Regions from separate parts of the Zea mays genome. Here region 2 is linked to region 1. The links are chromatin contacts, called in public Hi-C maps. All regions are on one chromosome and are shown on one strand. The core of a region is the stretch at or near the end of the contact, and the rest is flanking DNA. Distances in the headings are between cores, read along the strand shown.

What was found. A called contact is a pair of places that touch in the nucleus more often than the background predicts.
Region 2: a Hi-C map of leaf shows a contact between it and region 1, with 10 times the contacts expected there. The contact joins the promoter of LOC103634286 here to the promoter of LOC542658 in region 1. A contact is called at or near these places in 10 of 25 Hi-C or Micro-C datasets (bundle sheath, ear, endosperm and 4 more) and 1 of 3 datasets of contacts at active chromatin or transcription factors (leaf).

Annotation. Positions count from the first base shown.
Region 1 is chr7:153,280,996-153,287,930 of Zm-B73-REFERENCE-NAM-5.0, reverse strand. LOC542658 (HMG-like nucleosome/chromatin assembly factor D) reads left to right here and starts at 2,230. Exons shown (of 8, transcript NM_001112179.2): 1 at 2,230-2,291; 2 at 2,385-2,430; 3 at 2,516-2,593; 4 at 2,674-2,731; 5 at 2,834-2,878; 6 at 3,378-3,458; 7 at 3,548-3,616; 8 at 3,732-4,044. The coding sequence starts at 2,393. The coding sequence ends at 3,743.
Region 2 is chr7:153,464,433-153,471,394 of Zm-B73-REFERENCE-NAM-5.0, reverse strand. It overlaps LOC103634286 (G-type lectin S-receptor-like serine/threonine-protein kinase RKS1), which reads left to right and starts at 3,557. Exons shown (of 7, transcript XM_020541174.2): 1 at 3,557-4,956; 2 at 5,079-5,180; 3 at 5,250-5,440; 4 at 5,555-5,765; 5 at 5,849-6,086; 6 at 6,178-6,305; 7 at 6,550-6,952. The coding sequence starts at 3,594. The coding sequence ends at 6,677.

The sequences.
Region 1 (6,935 bases), core at 981-3,480:
GTTTGACGCATGGAAGTGTTATACAACCTATTGTGGTTGTTCGAGGAAATGAGATGATATTGGTTATATTGGGACTATTGAGTTCTATATCTACAAGTATTTCTGATCTCAATTGTGATTCCTTTAAAATGTTGTTTAATTCAATTTGTGGTTTAAATATCTCGTCAAAACAATTTGCTTGCTGAGATGTATCATCTCACTCTTGCATTACTCAATGCAGGTACTTGATTCATGTTGGGAATGAGGGAAGTAGCAGCACATCCACCTTCACTATTATAATAACGCTGCCCAGTTGCAACCATGATTTAACTAGAAACTCGATGTCAAATGATGTTTTTTTCTAGCCGTGGGCACTGGTTAATTCAATTTATGTTGTTATGTTTAACTTCCTTTTGCTAGCAGATTAATAATGCTTAGTATGTTTTTTGTCATGATATATGTTTATACACTGTTGCCTCTCGTTTATGCAATTTTTCAAAGGAGATGCTGCCGAAATTTTATATACGAATGCCAGATGTGTAGTTCAATAGCATTCCGGGGTGTTTGTGGACCCCGGGGTGTTACACTAACTTACTATTTTAATTGTTGATGATTAAATAAATAACTAATTAACTGACATGAATTATTATAAGCAAACGATTTAATCTCGCGCGCGGATAACGCACGAACGGCGCGCGACAACGCGTGCGAACAGCACGCGCGACACTCGCGAACGACACACGACGACGCACACGAAACAGCACTGCGGCACGCGGGCCGAAACAATACACGAAAACTAATAAATAAATAACATAATTAAACTAACCAATTATTTACTAAGAATAGTTCAGTTAACATTAACTGTGCTGATGTTGATTTACAAATGCGTAATTCTAAATTAGATTTAAATAAAATGTCGGTCTATTAACCTCTGATCAAACAAACGTTTAAATAAATTAAATAAAATATGCAACATTAGGGAAAAATGCTTCTAACGTGAAGATAATTTTAATACGAATCTAACGTAACTTAAATGGATCGAACCGGATTTAAAACGCAAAAATTATCACTGATTTGTGTACTGTTTTAAAATCTGATAGGGGTGTTTTCACAAATTTTCGTTTCTTCATCTCACGTTCTTCTCCCACACAACATCTGTCATTGTGAAGGAGTAGGGCGCGAACTCGCGCGAGGTTGGGGCAAGGCAGGGGTCAGACGCGCGGCCGCGGCGGGCGAGCCGCCGCGCCGGCCAACCGCCGCGCCACGGGAGGAGCGCGGGGATGAGGGGCTGCACGGGCGAGGGCGCCGTCGGGGCTGGCCGACGCCGGGCTTGGTCGTGACCTGGCCGGCCGAGCCGTGGGACTCGCGCGCGCATGGGGGCAGGGCGGCTAGCCGCGCGCAGGGACCTGGCCGACCTGAACACATACGGATAACTAGTACCTTCAAGTATAGATGGCCAATAAGCACGAGGCCCGTGAGCCCGGCACGAAGCCCGCTTTTTGGGCCCGGTCCGAGCCCGACACGGTACGAATAAGCGGGCGGGCTTGGACAGGAAACTAGGCACGACAGGCTAGCCCGGCACAATCCGTTTACCTCTAAGCCCGTTAAGCCCGTTTTTTAACACTACAACGTGCTTACCGGCCCGTTTAACCCGCTTTTCGACACGTTTTTTCGTGCTAAACGGGCCGGCCCGGCCCGTTTAGACCCGCTGCGGGCCAGGCTTGAACAGAAAATTGAGCCCGCGGACTCAACAGGCCCGACTCGGTTTTCGGCCGGGCTTCACCGGGCCGGGCCGGGCGACCCGTTTGGCCGTCTCTACCTTCAAGCAATAAAGGCCTGCCCCCCACCACGGATGACACGTAGGCTCGAAAACTTCGATCGGTTTCGCTATAGCGCGAAATGGCCGACTGACCCTAGAAGAAGCACAGGGCGGGCGAAAGAAAGCACACCGTGAAAACTCCCGCCTCCAACCGAAAATAACCGAACGCCACCCGCAAAGCTACTGACAGGATGGACCCATGACTCCCAATTCATCCAAGCCATCGAAGCAGCCCCCCGCAGGCTAGCAGGAGATCACGTAGTCCTAGCGGAGGGCAGTAGCAAGCGGCGCGCCGCGCGGCCAATGGGAGGCGAGTGGCCGGATCGGTGACGTGCCTAAAAAATTTCAGATCCCGCGCAAATGCCCACCGCCCCTTACTTTAAAAGCCGCCCCCTTGTGGCCTCCTTTCCCCTCCACTCGCATCAGAGCGGCGCCGGCCTACAACCGTTTTCGTGCTCACACACCCAAACCTTAGTCGCGATCAGGCCCCAAGGTACTTGAATTCGGAATTCTACATCAAATAGTTATGAATTAGATGATGCGTTATGGGTTGCATCTGATTGTTTTGTTGGATTTGGTTCGTTAGGACTCGAGATGAAGTCGAGGGCACGGTCCACCGCCGGCGACTCCAGGTATGATTCGATTTGGCCACCGCTATCAACCATTCTCGTTTTTTTGTTTGTGGTTTTAAACTGGATTTGTTTGTTTTTTTTGAAGGCTCTCGGTGAGGAAGACCAAGGCAGAGAAGGACCCAAACAAGCCCAAGAGGCCTCCGAGCGCGTTCTTCGTCTTCATGTGAGTTTTATTGGATCATGCGGCCTTTTGTTCTCCCGCCGTTTGGATTTTGTTATGATCGGTTGGGTCTGATTTTTCAGGGAGGAGTTCAGGAAGGACTACAAGGAGAAGCACCCCAATGTGAAGCAAGTCTCCGTGGTAAGCTGTTTCATCCATGATTTCGTCATTCGATTCGAATATTCGTGGCGGCCTGTTATGATATTTGCGTTTCTGATTTTGTGTTGTGTTTGTGAATGACAGATTGGCAAGGCTGGTGGTGACAAGTGGAAGTCCCTGTCTGATGCCGTGAGTTTGTTTGTTCCCCAGTCCCATTTTAACCGTTTGAGTCCGCAGTTGGTTGCGGTGTGCGTTGTTCTTACGATAAGCGTGTTGCTCTAGATGTATCCGCGCTCGTCCCCTGTGTGTTTGTATGTATATCAGTAATTATATTATATATCATGTTTACCCGATCCATCGTTAGATCTGCTAAAATTCCATATGTTAAATTCGAAATGGGTTGGTATTACTCGTGATTTGAATTTAAATTTCACCGCGCCTCATGTTTTCGAATTGTAATAACTGATGTCTAAGGTATTAGACGCTTGCTTAGACTTAATATATGCGGAATTGCTGCTGCCTAGTGCTGTTCCCATTTGATAGTGTTTGTTTGTTTCACTGTATTGTTGGTGAACTTGCATATTCACTTGCTTTTAACGCTCTGATGTTTGTTTGTGTGCATTTATGATTGAAACTAGTAATGTGATGGAACATCACCGTTTGACGTAGTGCGACTCTTCAAATGCAGGAGAAGGCTCCCTACGTGTCTAAGGCAGAGAAGCTCAAGGCTGAGTACACCAAGAAGATCGACGCTTACAACAACAAGCAGGTACAGTATGTTACACTCAACTCTCGTTGTCCGGCGTTGCTTCGAAATTCCTCTTTGCGGTGCGTGACATGTGTCATCTCTCGTTGCAGTCTGGAGACCCCACGGCGTCTGGTGATTCCGACAAGTCCAAGTCCGAGGTGAACGACGAGGACGAGGAGGTGAACAAACCCTCTTGAGTCCTTGCTCTTATTTGTGCTTTCACCTGGTTTAGTAGTTTTGCTTTGTGGATCCAACAACCTCATTGGACTCGTTCATTTGAAATTGGTTTTGCAGGGTGACGAGTGATGTATGACGGATGAAACTCTGTCCAAGTGTTTGCAGTCAGGGAAAAAAATCTTCGTCGTTGTCGGCCTAACCGGGCTTTCTCGAAGGACTTTCTAGATGCAGTAGATTAGTGCCGTCTTCTCTGAGTAGTTTCCTTGCAAGTGTCGTCCCGTCCCTGGAGTGAGGCAGTTTAGTTTGTAGTTTCTTCGCTTCATCGGCACTCGACCGTTGTTGGATTGGGATGTTTAGCCTGCAGTCTGTACTTACCCCAAGCATCTATGATGCCTGTTTTAAATCTCAGATCACAATAGACGTTTGTTTTAAATCTCAGAACACTATGATGGCATGAATGCCGTCTGGTGTATCCGTGGAACGTAGCGTGATTGCGTGGCGCCAAACGATCTCTTGTGATTTGACGGAGTCGTCACGTGCAGTGTTGGCAACTGGCAAATCGTTAGAATCTTTTCGCGTCGTGAATCGCTGGTCGCAGATCGTACGCTCAAGTCTCAACGGCTACACGGCTTTACATGTTGTGATTCGTGAGAAAGGCCGATTGTCGCTGAAAGGAATGTCGCCATCTGCACGTTTCGTGGTATCGTACGTCCTCCGAGCATATGAACCAAAAACGGGCTACACAATGCAGTAAAAACGGTTGAATCGAGAGGTCAATTGATACGGGGCGGTCGGTGTTTCCCCAAGTGGCACGTCGTCGCCGCCGCATCCCGCACCGGAGAGCCGTCCACGGTTGCGCCGGTGGCCGAGGGTGCCTCGTTGTACTTGGTTGCCATACCTTAGAACACCTACGACGAAGGTAAGGCTCGACGCCAAGGCTGAATTTTAGCCCAGACCGATTAATCTGTTCTCGAGGTCCTATAATTTAAACAAAAGATGATCCAACTGTTATCACAAATCCATTAACAACATTTAACGGTTCAAATACATTATATGACACGGTTTCATGATTTAAATATATTATACGTCTCATTTTTATAATTCACAAACAATATTGAAAAAACAATACAACCTCCGCCTCTAATATATACATAGTTGATAGACATATACATATCCTGCTATATCTATATACTACTCCTTAAGAATCTAATGAGGGCGTCCACAGGGCTTCACCGCCCTTGCCCGCGATGCCAAACCGCCTCTGCTCCTCGTTGCGCGTTGCCCTCGTCGCGTGTTTCCACGTGATCCCCACCCACAAACTCTCGTGCGATACCCGCGCGCGTGCTCCGCCGGTAGCACCGCCCCCTGCCTTCTCGCCTACCTCCCCACCCTCATGCTATCGCTCCTCCCCGCTGTCGCCTCCGTCTACACCAAGCGCAACGCTTTCACCTTCCCACGCGTCCTCTCCGTCGTGCCCCATGTTTGGCGGAGGCTCGCCGCCAAGTTCCTAGCCGCCTTCGCGCTCGTCTTCGCCTACCACGCCGCTGCCGTGCTCGTCTTCATCGGCCTCCTCATCGCTGGATTCAACGACTCCAGCCTCTCGGGCCTGCTCCGCCCCAACGCCCCCTCCCCGGACGCCTACCTCCCAACCCTCGCCCCTGCCCAGTGCAGCAGCCGGCCTGCTCCATGCGCCTCATCTGGGGGCCTCCCGAGACGGGCAAGACGAAGACCATCAGCACGCTCCTATGGTCCATGCTGATCAAGAACCACAGGACGGTGACCTGCGCCCCGACCAACACCGTTGTGACGGAGCAGTGGCGGACGCAGGACAAAAGTCTAGGTGGGGCCAATCCGCAATGGAGAAATCACAAGAAAAAAATGCTAAACTATAAGTAGTTTATTGGTAATAACATGAAAGTTAAGTTGTAATATCATGACTATTATAAACTAATGTGGATATCGAAAATCCTTTTAACGACACCAAATCATCGAAGGAAAATTTAATCTACAATTAGAAGAAAAAAATATTAAGTAAGCATCAATGTAAGTAAAAGAACAAAACTATATAGAAAAACATCGAAAACACCATTAAACTGTCAATCTTGTGGTCGTGACAGCTTTCACTCTAGTGCGGGGCCGTGACCGAGTGGAGGCAGGCCGGCCATGATGGGCTATCGGCTAGACGATAAGCTGGCGGCAATGGCAGGCGAGCCGCAAGCTAGCGACAGTGATGGCTGACGATGACAGTTGGGTGGGCGGCTAGGCGGTAGGCCAACGATGATGAACTGACTATTCGACGCCGATTGGGCAGCGGGCACAACGCTAGGACGAGCGCTAAGCAGGGGTTGGATGCTACAAACATACGGTTGATGCCTTTCTCATTCTATGTTTTAGTCGACATAGGTCGTGGCCTAGGATGATGGGCTAGATCTTGTGGGTTAGTCGATGGTATGATGTGGTAGACCTGGTGTTTATCTAATTTGATCTCATTTACCTTATATTTTTTTTATTTTGTAGCATATACAAAATGTAGGTATAAAGAATTTCAAAAATTGAGATGGGGCCATGGCCCACTTTGCCCACATAGTGGATCCGCCTCTGTGACGGAGGTCGCGTGGCTGGTCCTTGGTGTTATCGAAGAGTCTGGCAGCGGCGGTGCTGCAACGAATTTTTTTCTTTGGCGATGTCGTGCTCTTCGGCAACGAGGACAGGATGGCCGTGGACCAGAAACTTTTGAGATGGACGCAGATTGATTTAACTAACAACTTGAATCACAGGGAGCTCACATTAGTGTTATTACTTTAGATGGTTTATATTTATATTTAACTGTATCATGTTTGTTGATTACTTTAGATGATAATAGCTCCTGAAAGCTTGCCATGTCACATCGAAGTATCTGAAAAGTAAGTGCCTCCCTAACATGATGTTGATTGGCTAGATAATTCATTAGTGTGAAAATCATGGTTTTTCTTTCGTTTCATTTGCAAACGGCCATAAGCATTGGAGGAGTCAGAAATTACCATAAAGATGAAGCTAAAAATTATGGTTTGTCTATTTTCTCTTGGGATGAATTCCTGATCATGGTAACCATTGGGCAGCTTCCTTTATAAATTACAGGGTGTTCTAGACTTCCAATAGAATGTTATGGCGATAAATGGTATGCAGTTTTTCCATACTTGGATTTGCTTGTGCTTACCTGAAGGGCAGTACTGATGCTGGCTTACAGGAGAACTTGGTTGGGTACCTTTAGAAGCTATGTCTCCCAATCTGAGAAGATGACCTGGTGTGAAATGAGCAAAGATTGTGTGAGTAACACTGAAT
Region 2 (6,962 bases), core at 2,308-4,807, 180 kb before region 1:
TGCACTTAAACAGTAACGAACGAATCTAGAGAAAATAGAAAGAGGGTATACTTGTCTTAACAGATGCATATACTTGTATATATCATATGAGCAGCATATATATGGAGAAATTTTAATCAAAATATTTTTTTTAAAAAAAAATCGAGAATGCATTTGCACCATCTAATGACACAGCTTTATCCTGACCCTGCATATGAATGAAATGCGTAAATTCACACAGTCGATCGTCCATGTCTTATGACCACACTGTACCTCTTTTAGCGCTTGTTCAGTTACGTCTGGATCGAAGCGGATTATACAGGACTAAATCTCTCACTAGTTAAAATTAAATAAAAAGGATTTAATCTCTCTCAATCCATTTTGATTCAGACGCAACCAAACTAACCCTTATATGGTAATCGGACAGAATTTAAGTGGATTAAATCTATCTCTATTCAAATTTGACTAGAAATAGATTTAAATCCTCCTCTTAAATTCACTTCTAACCGAACAAATCTTTCCTAAAGTGATCATTTATGTAATTCTTTCACAATAAGACACAAACAACCAACACAAGAACCTTCTCTCATCATTTTGTTGGATTGTGTCCACCCAATTCAGCCCAGTTGGCTACCTGTTGGTACCGATGACACCAGCATTGCTCTATCGTCTTCTCAGCATTGCTTTAATTTCCTAATAACGAAAATAAAATCATTTCTTCAAAATTCCTGTCCTGTATATGATTATGTCTCTGAAATGGTCGCTAAGTGTCATGGTGTTACACCAGTCTATGCGAACTATATATGTTATGAAATATGTCGCCAGCTAGTCGATACAAGTAGAAAAACACAAAGATCCAACATAGAGAGAACTACTATTTATTCTCTGATTTTTTATAATTACAATGCACAGCTCGCACGTGTGTATAGTTCAGACAAGATCTAAGAGTTGGATGCACAACACTACCAAAGCCCAATCACCCGGCATATTCAGCGCAGATAAATAGTGAAATGGAGCTTAAGCGAAGATATCTTAAACTCTTAGAACACAATGACTATTACAACCATAGATATAGATGTCTTCTCGTGGGGAATTTCCCTATTAGAGTACGGGTATAGGACAAAAATTGTCACCATGGGTATGGATATGAGACAAAATTTTTATCCATTAGGTAAACGGGTATAGGTTTGGGAAGCGATAATCCGAACCCGATTACCCATGGGTATTTCATATGTGTACGTCTCACATGTTTGTATGAATGAGTTGAGGTCAAGCCGGCCACCAAGCCCAGCATGGCAGCGCACCAGGCCCCAGGTCTTAGCCCAACAAGGCAACACGGCAAGGCAATTATCAGACTAGCAAAAAAACAAAATCTTAAAATAACCAGCCATACGCTACGCCTTGCCCAGCCGACCAACCGCCGCACGCCTAGATAGATGCGCTAGCATTGTACACTGGACAGTTGCACTGGCATTGCACACTGGCGACTTCACCAGCGACGAGGAGCATCGCTGAATGCTAGGAGCCTAGGATGACGACCATGGATCTCATGCGCCAACAAACTCGGATGGTGACCAAGGAAGGTGTGCATACTCTATTTCTCCATTTCTTCTATTGGTCCCGAAGTACTGATTTTTTCTGATGATGGATGAATGGATCATGGTTCGTGAATGAGTGCTTGCTGATGTGGTGATGTCTAAAATCTGGAGAGTTTGTGCTAGATGTTAGTACCTAGTTATCCCTTAATTGAGTATGGGGACCCAATGGGGACCCGAAACCCGAACGAGGATAGATATGAGATATGTTTTACACCCATGATGGGTATGTGGATTGATCAAATATGACGGGAATGGGTCTGCGATGCTATAACCCGATGGGGAATTCTCTATTAACATCTCTAACCATAGATGTGCGATAGAGTACTCATTTTTTTGTTGTAGAGTCAAGGTATGTGCTTCAAAGGAATAACTGCAGTGTCATTTGTAATTTTGCTATTATTATTTATAGGCTTCACCAATATACCATCGGATCCATAAATTATAGACACATATGGTTCCGACAGTCATAAATATGAGATGTTATAATAACAGATAGCCAAAACTGAGAGCGAAAAAATAACAAATTTAAGGATAGCAACCGTAAAAAACACAAGGTCATTGCATGGAGTTTTTAAGCGTATAGCAGCAATATTTATGTTCTCATCCCACAAGCGAAAAGTGTTTTGATACGGCCCAGAAAATCTGTCGCGCCTTAAAAAATATTTTTTTTCTGATTATGTACAGTATTTTCCGATTATTTGCTATCTATACGTATCCCGTCCGTTCAGAATCAACAATAGTTTCCTTGTGCCGTCCATCCCAGCGATTACGCGTCTACTTCCTCGTCGCGGCGCAGAAACGGATAGAGACGAGACATCAGCGCCACCAACAATCCAAGGAGTTTGTCCGCGCCCGTTTTCTTACACCAATCATGCTTTTCTTACCTCACTGGTGCTCTATTATGTTAAATAAAAACGGGTACTACGTACGTAAATAGCTGAAACTCACCTGCTGAGATGCCTCAGTTCACCTATTGCATTCTATGGCCGGTTGTTGATAGCGTCTCGAGGGCTACTTTCTCGGAAACAAACAGTCTTCTTTTTTTTTATCTCAACTGACAACTAGTACAATCTCAACTTTGATTACACGCATATAATTATTATTTTTTATCTTGATCCATGAGGAAGTCATCCCAAGGAAAGGTCTCCTCGGCAGTGTTCGCGGTGACCTCGTAACGATGACTGCACACAAGTGTCAAACAAATAATCTACATGCCAACAATGAAATGGGAAAAAAAGAGGGGGGGGGGGGGGGGGGGGGGGGGGGGGGGGGGGCTATTTCTCTTTTGTCATTTGCGTGTCATTCCGTTAAGCTCAACTGCCCCAGGCCCCCAGTCCAGGGGTAGATGTGATTTTTTTTTATCAATGAGTAGGACTACTTCACTTCCCTCGGTTTTAAATTATAGCTTGCTTTGATTTTAACCTAAGTTATTCACTGATTGTGATGACGGGAACGGAATGACGAATTTAGCTAGTAAATTTTGATTCAGGGCGGCAATGTGGTTCCGTATAACCTTCTAGACGAACCATTTCACATAAACAGCAAGGTAACAATCCTGTAAGCCAAGGTAGTTAACAATCCCCTTCGATGTAGGAAAAAAATGGTACAGGCCGGCTGTAAACTTTGTAGCTCCCCCACAAAAAGGAGAATAGATCTCACCTGCAGGTCCACCAGATAACGTTTTAGTTGTGTTATTGCTGCTGCGGGTGGGGTCTATCCTCATTTTTGTGAGAGGCTTCAAACATTCTGGTTTGTAGCCGGACTGCACCAAATTTTTTTCCTCGACGTATACATCTCAACAACCAACACAAATTGACTGCTTTGTTTGAACTCATTATACAGTCTATGAAACATGGTCTTCTTTTTGCATTTTGCGTGCACACCAAGCATGCAGTAGGAACTTTACACCATTCCATATCCATACTGTATATATGCAGGCATGCAGCGGGCTAGGGGCTGCCGGCTGCCTCTGCCTGTGCATAGCTTCTCTGTGCGCGCGCCTTCCGAAGTCGACGCATGGCATTCCCGAGTTCCATCTCGATCTACACGGCAGCCCTTCTCCTCCTCTTGTCAACCTTGGGCGCTTCGGACGACCGTCTCGTCCCAGGCAAGCCCCTCATGCCCGGCACCATCATCGTATCTGATGGCGGCGAGTTCGCCTTTGGCTTCTTCGCCCCGTCCAACTCCACTCCGGAGAAGCTCTATATTGGCATATGGTACAACAACGTCCCCCGGCTCACCGCGGTGTGGGTTGCAAACCGGGCGGCACCGGCCATCTCCTCCTCCGCCCCTTCACTTGTTCTTACCAACGATTCTAACCTTGTCTTGTCCGATGTCAACGGCCGTGTTCTCTGGAAGACCAACACCACGGCCGCTGGAACTGGAAGCTCATCGCCGTCGCCGAGGACGGCGAACGCTACTGGATCCGTGGCGGTGCTTTCGAACTCAGGCAACCTCATCCTACGGTCACCGACTGGCATCATGGTGTGGCAGAGCTTTGACCACCCGACTGACACGCTCCTACCTACCATGAAGATATGGAGGAGCTACAAGACGCATGAAGCCAACAACCTTGTTTCTTGGAAGGACGCCGACGATCCCTCGTTGGGTACCTTCTCTTTAGCCGGGGAGACAGACCCATTCATACAGTGGTTCATCCGGAACGGTTCGGTTCCAGAATGGCGCAGTAATGTGTGGACAGGGTTCACGGTGTCCAGCCAGTTCTTTCAGGCAAATACCAGCGTTGGGGTATACCTGACATTCACATATGTTCGCACTGCCGATGAGATATACATGGTCTTCACTACCTCCGATGGCGCACCACCCATTCGGACAGTAATGAGCTACTCCGGCAAGCTAGAAACAAGTGTCTGGAACAGAAATTCATCGGAGTGGACAACGCTTGTAGTCTCGCCGGACTACGAGTGTAGCAGGTACAGCTACTGTGGGCCTTCTGGCTACTGTGACCACTCTGATGCTACCCCGACCTGCAAGTGCCTTGAGGGGTTCGAGCCTGTGGACAGAGAAGGATGGAGCAGTGCCAGATTCTCACGGGGATGCCGGCGAAAGGAGGCGCTGCGGTGTGGTGATGGTGATGGTTTCTTGGCCCTGACGGATATGAAGGTGCCCGACAAGTTTGTGCGCGTTGGGAGAAAGACCTTCCAGGAGTGCGCGGCTGAGTGCAGTGGCAACTGCTCCTGTGTGGCATACGCTTATGCCAACTTGAATGCCAGCGCAGCAAACGGCGATGCGACAAGGTGTCTGCTGTGGATCGGTGATCATCAGCTTGTAGACTCGCAGAAGATGGGTGTGCTCCTCTATAGTACTGCTGGTGCCGATAGTCAGGAGACGCTATATCTCCGAGTTGCAGGCATGCCAGGTACCATTTTCATGTCGCAAGAAGATGGGTGTATGCACTGTATTGTATGATCTTAGCACTTGTTTAGCTCTTTGAATACTGAACTATGTAATCATATGAATAAACTGTGCGCTGCTTTGCAGGTAAAAGGACAAAAACAAACACAATGAGAATCATGCTACCAATTCTAGCAGCTGTTATTGTTCTCACTTCCATTTTGCTTATATGGGTCTGCAAGTTCAGAGGTATGTTATCAATCCTGTATACCGATCTCAATTACTTAAGAGCAAATACTCAGCAACTTTTGGGAGCAGGAAGGGAAATAAATCTGGAAAATCGGACGACGATTTTCCATGGAGGTTTTACTTCAGGCGGACTTGGAGAAGAAAAAACTAGCAATGATTCTGAACTTCCATTTCTGAAATTCCAAGACATTCTAGTCGCAACAGACAACTTCTCCAATGTGTTTATGATTGGACAGGGAGGTTTCGGGAAAGTTTACAAGGTACTTTAGTTTACGATGGAAGTTTCTACCTTTGCTTTTCCTTGACTGGTTATCTAATTAATTAATCTGCACTGCATATCCCAATCTTGCTTTTTCGATGGTAACTATACAAAGGGGACACTTGAAGGTGGTCAAGAGGTTGCTATCAAACGACTTAGCAGGGACTCGGACCAAGGAACTCAGGAGTTCAGAAACGAAGTTGTTCTGATTGCCAAGCTGCAGCATAGAAACTTGGTCAGGCTTCTTGGTTGCTGCATTGATGGAGATGAAAAGCTGTTGATATATGAGTATCTGCCCAATAAAAGCTTGGATGCCATCATTTTCAGTACGTTCTACCAATATTTACGACAAGTTCAGTATGCGATTGAGTTATGATATAATAACATTTTTCATAACTGTTTACCGTAGATTGCGCGAGAAATGCACCGCTAGATTGGGCAACAAGGTTCAAGATAATCAAAGGAGTTGCAAGGGGGCTTTTGTACCTCCACCATGATTCAAGACTGACAATAATCCATAGAGACCTCAAAGCTAGCAATGTGTTACTAGATGCAGAGATGAGGCCCAAGATAGCCGACTTTGGCATGGCGAGGATCTTTGGTGATAATCAAGAAAATGCTAATACCAAGCGAGTTGTTGGGACATAGTGAGTGGTACTTTGATCCCAATACTTAAATTAACCTATGATTGGTACCAATTCATCCTCATAGCCTTCACAACTGAAATGGTCTTAACAGTGGCTATATGGCTCCTGAGTATGCAATGGAGGGCATCTTCTCTGTGAAGTCTGATGTCTATAGTTTTGGCGTTCTACTTCTGGAGATCGTGAGCGGTATAAAAATAAGCTCTGTTGACCGCATCCCAGGTTGCCCAAACCTCATAGTATATGCAAGCAAATATGATTGTCTTTTGATTTCCTCAAACTAAGGGTTATTAGTTTGGAAACCCCATTTTTTTCAAGAGGTTTATGTTTTCTCAAAGGAAATTAGTTTATTTTATCTTGGCAAAATAGGAATCTCTTTGGAAAATGAAGTTCCCAAACTACCATAAAAAAACGGTTTTAAATGTACAGTGTTACACAATCTAAAGGAACGGTGTGCTTGTTTCAGGCATGGAACCTTTGGATGGATGGAAACGCGGAAGATCTGGTAGACAAGTGTATTGTGGATACCTGCTTACAAGACGAAGCTTCACTTTGCATCCACATGGGGCTTTTGTGTGTGCAGGAAAACCCTGACGACAGGCCATTCACGTCATCTGTAGTGTTCAACTTGGAGAGTGGCTGCACAACACTACCGACGCCAAATCACCCTGCGTATTTTTCACAGAGGAATAGTGATATAGACCAAATGAGAGAATACAGTGATAGAGGGGAGATAGAGTGTCTTCATTGTGTCACAAAAAATATTTTGCCTAGGCCAATGATGTAAAGAGATACGTTGTATTTGTGCTAGCAGTAATCTACTAATCTGGGAGTTAAACAGTGTACCGCGATCTTTTATCTCCTAGTACTAGTAGTATG